3 separate regions of the Mus musculus genome follow, and all the other regions are linked to region 1. Evidence: chromatin contacts called from public Hi-C data. All regions are on one chromosome and are shown on one strand. The core of a region is the stretch at or near the end of the contact, and the rest is flanking DNA. Distances in the headings are between cores, read along the strand shown. Region 1 has its middle 26 kb from the start of Arhgap32. Region 2 overlaps Arhgap32 (Rho GTPase activating protein 32). Region 3 overlaps Arhgap32 (Rho GTPase activating protein 32).

Region 1 (2,747 bases), core at 76-2,575:
TTAAAAAAAAAGAACTCAGAGAAGAGGGCTAAGACTGTAGCTGAGTTGGTAGAGTCTACCATGGTTGAATTTCTCCTCAGTGCAGCATAAAGTAGGCATGATTGTTTGTGCACATCTGCAATACAAACAGAAGGATCAGAAATTCAAGGTCAATCTCACCTACATTTTAGTTTGAGCTATCCTGGACTACATAGAGCCATGCTTCAAAAAATAAAAAATAAAAATAATTCTGTGAAGAGATGAAGTGATGTTTTGGATAAAGGAAGAAACTGACCCATCAGACAAGAGAGAAACTTTCCTATTGTAACGATTAATGTAGTGTCAATACTTTGTGTCTAGATTGCCCCTAGCCTTAATCCCCACCGCCCAAAAGAAAGTCACTGGAAGAAAATGCATCCTCAGCTCTCTTATATCTCTAAAGGTATGACCAGCACTAGAATACATGGTTACTACAATTATAATCTCACTGGGATTCCAAGAACGTTAAACCAGATTTGGAGCACTCTTCCCTTGCAGTGATAAGACAATCTGGCCAAGGTAGCTTACAAAGGAAGCATTTATCTTGCTTGCAGTCTCAGAAGGATGAAGGGTCTATCACGATGAAGGCATGGCAGTGAGAAGCAGGCATTCTTGGTGGATGGAGCAGGATGCTGAGAGCTCCTGTCGTGTACCATAAACATGAAACAGAGAAAGTGACTTGGAAGCAAGGGAAGCTTGAAGCTCTCAGATCCTGTTCCTATTGATGTACTTTCTCCAGCACTTCATATAGCGCCGCCAACTGGGGATGGGGTATTCAAATGCCTACCTCTCTGGAGGCATCATTATAGATGTGAATGAGACATACTAAATATCCAACTGCCATACACCCAGCTGTCAGTCAGTAAACAAGGCACAGTAGCTGGTACAGTAACTTGAACCCACTCCCTTGAAATTCATTTGATCACAGTCTTGGTGTTCAGTTGCTGTCCTGGCAAAATGAAAGTAAAAAAAAAAAAATCAAAATCATCTCATCGTGGACTTTTGGAGTTAAAAAAAAAAGCAGTTAAAATTGTTCATAGTACATCTAATCCTGAAATACAGGAGTGCACGGCCCTCTCCTTGATGACTTCAGCTCTGCCCAGAAAATAATCCATCTGCTGATTATGCTTTCAGAACTCATCACCCCTGTGGTCAGTGCTAGCCAAACTCAATCCACACCTTCTCTGACCACCACTTGCCAGAGAAACCAGTCCTGCCAATTCACAGATTACCAGACAGCGTGTGCTGGGGGAAGAACACTGGTGGAGCCAACTGACACGGTAGGAAGGAGAAGACTAGCCAAAGTATAATGACCTGAACTGGCATTCAGTCAGATCATGGGGACTCTGCTGGCCTTTGATCAAAGGTCTGGCGCTTTGTACTGTCAGGTCTTGGGAAACAGTGTCATGTCGTAGTATAATCTAAAACAGTAATTTAGAGCAAGCTATCAGGAGTAATGTATTGTTTGCAGCCAAATTTATAAAGAACGGAGGTCTGGAAGATATCATACTGTCGTTCTAGTGTAAAAGCAGGAATAGTTAAGAATATGATCTGAAGCCTTTTAAAACAAAAGGAAAAGTGACCCAAACATTCTTTGCTATAAAGCCATTTCTATCCAAGAGGAAAGCCCTTTCCTTTACCACCTTCTGGTAGCTTGTCCTTTTTGCTATGGTGGATGGTTCTTGGTCTCTGAGTCAGCTACTTTCAGGGTTCACAGCAGTGAGACAGCATAAGGACTTGCTAAACTAGAGAAATTCTCATTCATCCAGGGCAGATAGGGTCTATCTGAGGTCTAGAATTCTACCAGATGATCCCTTAAGATCTCTTCCAAACCTAAGCTAGAAGATTACAGTGAATAGACGGAAAGTTCAGAGCCTATAGTTCAGAATTTTAGAGGTTTTTAGAAATCTGTCAGGCCAACCTCTTTTTGTCTTTGTAGAGTGTCACTTAGAGAGAAGAGCTGACCCTTTATAGCAGCTAGCTCACTGACCCTGTGTAATAACTAGCTCACTGCCTCTGAACATACATCTATAGAATACCAACTGCATTCTAGGAATCCTATTAAATACTGTGAATACAGAGGGGCGTACATAGCTACACGGTGTGCACACTAGTTAGAGACACTTCCCGGATTCCATTTTATTGTCAAGACTTACTAGCAGTGTGACCTTGTTCACGTGGCTTCTTCCTGCTCCAGTTACGCCCTCTGTAACACAGGGTGATGGTAAGTCCGTGTTCAGAGGAATGTCATGAAACTTAGAAGAGTCAATAGGCTCAATGTGTACAGAACAAAGCACTGCAACAGTGCCCGGCACACAGTCCGAACTCTATACACTCTTGTTAATTGAAATATCAGCCCTGTGCCCTCTGGACGCTCTCTGTCCTTTGTTTAGTCAGACAGCCCAGCACACTGGGAGAATGTTCCACCAGCCAATCTAACCAGTTCTGAGTGCAGTCATGTCTACCTCATTTCTTCTTCTGCAATGCCCACTATGGTGTTTGGTACAGGACAGACTCTCCCAATATTTGGTGAGTGAACAAATGGGTCACAAAACTAAAGGGACAGAGACAATATCCCGAGAAGCAAAGATTTAAATAGCACCTGAAGGGAAGAGAGAGAAGCAGCATTTCTTCACAAAGAGCATGGATTCTAGATGGGTGAAGCAGCCAGAGCAAGGTCTCAGGAGCATGAGGGCAACGGGATTCACCTATACTTACAGCCAATCTTC
Region 2 (3,092 bases), core at 64-2,563, 140 kb before region 1:
CAAAACAGCAAAACGAACTCATTTTATCAATAAAAATACATCATAACTAAATTGACTTCACTCCAGAAATATAAGAGGGTATATTATTTTTAAATCTATATATCTTTCCATCTTAATTGTAATTAAAATGAATAGGGTAAACATTACAGTACTGACTTAATATATACAATTTATGTGATAAAACTCACACGTCTGCATGACACACTTATGGCTGAGGCTTGGAAGCTGAAGACACTCATCTCTGTCCTATCACATTCTACCAAGACAGGACTGCTTTTCTTTTTGCCATTTTCATCTTACATTGGCAAGAGTACAAACTGTCACCTGCATAAAGGGCTATTCTCTTCCAAGGCTATTTCTAGTAACTAAGAATCAGAAGCCGTGTAGATTTCTATTAGCAGGGGACCAGATGAGCACAGTAATGCTGTGTCCATGCAAGAGACTGATCATGGCTATAAAGCAATCAGAAAGACTACCGTCTACTGCTGTGACGGAGTCTTCACCGTGCTTCCTTAGAAACAGCAAATATGGATATACATGTGCGTTTTGCTTAAAAAAGAGAAGAGCGGGAAAAAACTAATTTAAATGTTTACCAACAGGGAAGAGAGAAAAAAGAATAAAAGACAGATTGTTCCTATTTTGAGATCTGCAGGCCACATAAATGAGTTAAATCACAGTAAAAATAAATTAAAGTGGGAAAAAGCAGCACTCTCTAAAAATAGAGAAATGAAATAAAACAAATGATCCTAATTATATGTTAGTGGCTAGGCAGAGAGGGATCACTTCAAATGGCAATAAGAAAACAGTATATCCCTCCAAGGATAGTTTCTAGATAAAACAAACTGCTTTCTATAAAGCTCATATTCTCATTTTCAAATTATTAAGGGTATAAGATGGACCATGGCTCCGCACGAGCCTGCCCACCTGAGTTCAGTCCCAGATGCCATGGTGCAAGGAGAGAACCACCTCCTAAGCTGCCCCCTGACCTCCACGTGCATGCCACGGCACACACGTGCTTGTTCTCACATCACACCACACCACGTACAAGCATGAGCACATTAACAATAAATAAAATTAAACTTTGAAATGAATAAAAATAGAAGATTAGCGCAAGCAAGCAACTACTAATGTGACTGCAAGCCTAAGGTCTTCAGTGTAAGAAACAGCAACACAGAACTGAGGCCTCTGAGGAGCAATCTGTCGTCACCCCTGCTGTGCAGTGAGAAAGGTGTGAGGGCTTCCACACAGCCCGCCTGACAAGTGCAGAAGGCCCTGAGAAGCTCAGTCAGGGCAAGGCACATGCCTGAGTGTATGGGAAGTGCCTTCTGATGAGGTTTTGACCTGAGTTCTACATGAAAACACAGCTGAGAGCTGACTAAATACTGAACCGAAAGTGTCGGTTGCTGCATGAGGATGTGTAACAGGAACAGGGAGCTGTCACATGGCTTCATCCCGGCCTCAACACTTAGGAGAGATATAAAAAGCACATGCCATGTTCATCAACTGTAGAGAAGACAACTGGAAGGGAAAGTGACACTGAGTGCTGAAGGTGAACAACTTCAACGAGCTGCAAGGCACCTGTAACGCATGTCACGTTCACTGAGAATCAATTCATGAAAAGTTCTGTTGAGTAAGGATGGGGTTGGGGACCATGCTTTGCTTGATAAGAATTCACGTAACAGGAATTGAGGCCAAAACCTACCAAAGCTTAATCTAATCCAAAGGGATTTTCTTCCAGTAAAAAGCCAGCACAGTCTTTACAAACACATAGCTTGCTACAGCAAGCACTTGCTGCTCTACAGTCTGATCCAGTTAAACCATAGGGGCAATTGGCCCATTCTAGTAAAACAGAATTTGATTTGGAAAAACCTGCAAAAATAGGAAAACAGTGTTTTGTCCTGTCTGCTTTAACTGCCGTCTAACCCCCTGAAAATGACTCTACCATCCTCCCACTAAAGCAGAAGAAGAGTCTTTCAATTACCAATTTTGGTGACCACCTATGCAGATAAAGCAGTTGGTAATGATGCCTGGCTAACTGCAACATCATTCAGCAGTAATGCAATGCACCAGGTTCTAAAACAGACAAGAAAGCCACTTCTACAGTCACTCCCCAGCACAGCCTCAACCGCTCCGCAGCATCTCTGGCTGTATCAAAACACTAACAAGTATTAACAGACTTTAAAACTCTTATTCTCTGAGAATAAAATACATGAATGTAATGGTTTTTGATCATATCTAGTCCCCTTGGTCCCTCCAATCTTTTGAAGAAAGACAAAGGAGAAAAATGCACTATGTGGAAAGTGCTCAACCTGTCATAGAACTGAAAGAAAAATGCCGCCCCGCTGCAACAAAGAAACTGAGGCCAAAAAAGAAGCAGCATTTTGCACAGTGTTAGTCACAATATTTTAATTGAATTGGCAAGTAATTTGGGGATTTCTATACCATTTGGTCAGCAATTGTCTGTTTTAAGAGTAAAAAGAAAAATTATCATAAAGTTATTCACTAAAATAAAAAATATAAAATAAATTCAGGACTTGTATTTTATGGGATATTGTATAATCATTAAATATATTTAGTACTAGTTTTTCAAATCTCCTTTATTTCTTTTTTTTACTTTTATTATCTTTAACTATGTGCAAGGGTGTGTGTGTCTGTGGGGGGACGTGCAGGTGAGTACATTATCCTAGGAGGACAGAGGCAAGTGGCTAAGGACACCCTGGAACTGAAATTACAGAGCTGTGAACTACCATATTGTTCTGGGAATCGATTCAGGTACTCTGGAAGAACAGCACCAAGTACTGAGCCACCTCTCTGTCCCCATAATACTGTTTTGTGTTCACAAAATAGCAACATACTAAATACATAAATCGTCCCAAGCAACTGGTTTCATGAATATTGATGGATTTAAAATTCTTCACTATGTCTATTTTCACCAACTAATATTATCAAATATGGTAAATACACTATGATGTATAAAAGCAAAAGCAAACCCATAATGCTGCTGTAGTAGGTAAAATTCTAAAACAAGCCCTCGGCCGACTTCCCCTCCCTTCATCTGTCAGGGAACTTCAGGGAAGTGGGTCTGCAGATGA
Region 3 (3,034 bases), core at 492-2,991, 240 kb before region 1:
AAGACAGATCAGTGTTGTTATTCAGTGTAACCAAAGTAATGCTCAAAACATCTTTGTGTTTACAAGCAAAATGAAATTCACAAATCAGTCTGTTATAGAAGAAGGGGGAGGAGAAGGAGGAAGAGGGGAAGGGGAAAGGAAGGGGAAGGGGAAAGGAAGGGGAAGGGGAAAGGAAGGGGAAGGGGAAGAAGAGGAAGGGGAGGAAGGGGAAGAGGGGGAGGAGAGAGAGGAGAGGGAGGAGGGGGAAGAAGGGGAGGAAGGGGAGGAAGGAGAAGGGGAAGGAGAAGGGGAAGGAGAAGGGGAAGGAAGGGGAGGAAGATCATCACCGGTTTATTAAACTTGTATCTACACCTGGCAACCTCTAGCCTGGTTCAGTCTGTGTATCATTCATACAGTCTTCAACCAGACTGTTTTAAATCAAGTGTTTAACCCCCACACTACTACAAACTAAAATAAACAAACAGCAACTCACTCAAGGTCATCCACAGCAAGAGACTTTACAAAGTGTTTGCCCCAACAACATAATGACAAGTGCTGTAACACTTGGCTCCTACACCAAGTTTCTCTGACATCTCAGTCAATGCAAAGGAATAGCTATTTCGGGCATGTGCGATAGAACAAAAGTTTGAAACTATGTAATAAACTTCTATAACCATTTCAATCTTACAATGGCCACAGCTTAGCATTCTTCATTTTGTAATGCAGGTTAAACAGCACACAGGCTTCTTAGTTGGCCACGTGTTAGTGTCAGTTAAAATCCCTGATAGCCAGGTTTGGGAGGACATTACTTGGTCTGTAAAGAGATGCTATACTAAGGGAGAAATACAGTAAACTGAAGCAGGTTAGATTGATAGTGAGACAGGCAGAGCTACTGAATTCAACTCACAGTATGTTTCCACATCATTTCTTTACTCTAATGGTGCCTTGCTTTTCCTGCCTTTTATGCAGTCCACCTTTCAAATCCTCTCAGATATCATATTTTACACTTAAAACCTGAAGGTCCTTGTCATTAAAAATCAAAAAGCAGTAGCAAATAGCACTGAGTACTTTGTATATCAAAGACTAATCCTTACAGTGTAGACATTTCAAAACAACTTTCTTGCTTCTTTCCTCCCTCCCTTCCTTCTTTCCTCCCTCCCTTCCCTATCCTCCCTCTCTCCCTCCTTCTTTCCTCCCTCCCTTCCCTATCCTCCCTCTTTCCTCCCTTCCCTTCCCTATCCTCCCTCTCTCCCTCCTTCTTTCCTCCCTCCCTTCCCTATCCTCCCTCTCTCCCTCCCTCTTTCCTCCCTTCCCTTCCCTATCCTCCCTCTCTCCCTCCTTCTTTCCTCCCTCCCTTCCCTATCCTCCCTCTCTCCCTCCTTCTTTCCTCCCTCCCTTCCCTATCCTCCCTCTCTCCCTCCCTCTTTCCTTACTTCCAGTGTTCTGCCACATGTGCATGCACAAGCCTTCAGTGAAAACAATAGCAGCCAAAAACCTTAGATATCTGAAAATTCCATTTCACATGACCAGATTTTATAATCAGAGAACTTATGATAGTGCAGTAAAACCTGTATTTGTCAAAACAAAATATTATCTTGGCAGCTGTCTTCTCTAATGAAGTAGGAAGGGAGGGAGAGAGGGAGAGAAGGAAAAACAAAACCTGTAAGATTTGAGTGAAACTTGCTTAATTGCTGCTGGATGCTCAGACATGACAGAACAGTCTGGTGGTGGAGTCTCTTATTAATTCTTAATGATTAATCAGAGTTATCAATTATTAATGATTGCACCACAGCAAGGCTGGAAAATGGCAAGAGTCATAAAAGTAAGAAAATGACCTGACTCTGCAATTAAAGATGTCCAAATAAATGACAAATTAGTCTAATAGTTGCACAGAAAATTCTGTTGGCAGATTTTAAACTAGCGGCCCTATAAATACCTGTAACTTTTAGTGAGCTCACATTTTGTGAGTCTGGGAGAGCTTACACTCTGTCAAACCCTGGCACTAGGGACAACAAGTGAAACATTAACAGAAGACAGGTTTGTCGGGCTCCTGCCTGGTTTCTTACACCACCAGCCACCACATAAGAGAAGCAGGTAGGTCAGCTTTGTCATTCATTCCAACAGGGAGGTGCTGAAACAGTAAAAAGTGTAACAGGATTACCTCTGTGACTCTCATCACTCACTGCAGAATAGAGAAAATGAGTCACTTAGTAAAATATTGCTATAATATGAGTCCCTCTCTCAGAAAAAAAAAGTGCCAGAAATGCAAATATTTAGGGCAAAGACCCTACAGTCATGTTTTGTTTAAAGACAGGGATACATGCTCAGATATCTTTTGATTTCACTGTACCAACATTAGAATTATTCATACATGCCTTACAATGTGGCCACTTTATACCTAGGTTGTACAATCTTGCCCACTGCCCCAAAGGCATAAAGCTGAGCAGCATGGTACTATTCTGAACACTGTGGTTAATAATAGCCCGGCACATAAATATTTAACATATCTATATCTGTAAACATATCTATATCTATGCATAGTAATTGTAGAGAAACGTACATTTATTATGAACAGGGCCTTGAGGACTGGAAGCTATGCTCAGTGAGTCAGCCTGGGCTCAGGGCTGTGCTGGGCATCTGTGTGTGTCTAGAGAACTGTTGCATGGGCTGCACTAAACTCATAAAAAAATTTTCTTAGTAAATTAATCTTAGCTGCTATAAAATTTTATTTTATAAGTTTATATTTTGACTTGCAATCAGAGCTAAAACTACAATATACTATAATTTTCTTCCTTACTCTTCAAGCTTTTTCCATTTTCTAATTCTATTTTAAACTTTTCAGAACTAAAGACGTAAGCATGTTATCGCAGGCTAACTCTGGATCAGGATCTTCGGTATCGCAGTCCCCACCGCCATCCTCCCCTCTGGAACGGAACAGTGTTTTCTGGGATTACTCCCAGGCCCTGCACACAGCTCCTGGAGAGCTGTTCAGCCCCAGGTACTCAGAGTGGCCGGCTCGGTCTGCCATAGATGTATCAATAGAAAGGGCCTCAGA

Evidence for each region. Hi-C and Micro-C count contacts between places; a contact is called where the count stands out from the background.
Region 2: a Hi-C map of liver shows a contact between it and region 1, with 2.2 times the contacts expected there. The contact joins two enhancer-like sites. A contact is called at or near these places in 1 of 39 promoter capture datasets (hippocampal neurons), 4 of 484 Hi-C or Micro-C datasets (B cells, the HL-1 cell line, bone marrow-derived macrophages and 1 more) and 8 of 115 datasets of contacts at active chromatin or transcription factors (astrocytes, embryonic stem cells, hepatocytes and 4 more).
Region 3: a contact with region 1 is called in a Hi-C map of liver, with 1.8 times the contacts expected there. The contact joins two enhancer-like sites. A contact is called at or near these places in 1 of 484 Hi-C or Micro-C datasets (liver) and 1 of 9 other capture datasets (adipose tissue).

Annotation. Positions count from the first base shown.
Region 1 is chr9:32,005,094-32,007,840 of GRCm38.p6, reverse strand. No RefSeq gene overlaps it. Among named protein-coding and RNA genes, the nearest start is that of Arhgap32, 26 kb to the left of the region's middle. Within about 2 kb of position 1,325, at least 16 of the 459 cell types and tissues checked have an H3K27ac peak or open chromatin away from gene starts, as enhancers often do. A contact at or near this core is called in liver, where this site is marked.
Region 2 is chr9:32,144,697-32,147,788 of GRCm38.p6, reverse strand. The region is part of intron 2 of Arhgap32 (Rho GTPase activating protein 32); the gene reads right to left. Among named protein-coding and RNA genes, the nearest start is that of Arhgap32, 110 kb to the right of the region's middle. Within about 2 kb of position 1,313, at least 85 of the 459 cell types and tissues checked have an H3K27ac peak or open chromatin away from gene starts, as enhancers often do. A contact at or near this core is called in liver, where this site is marked.
Region 3 is chr9:32,242,103-32,245,136 of GRCm38.p6, reverse strand. The region is part of intron 12 of Arhgap32 (Rho GTPase activating protein 32); the gene reads right to left. Among named protein-coding and RNA genes, the nearest start is that of Kcnj5, 100 kb to the left of the region's middle. Within about 2 kb of position 1,741, at least 18 of the 459 cell types and tissues checked have an H3K27ac peak or open chromatin away from gene starts, as enhancers often do. A contact at or near this core is called in liver, where this site is marked.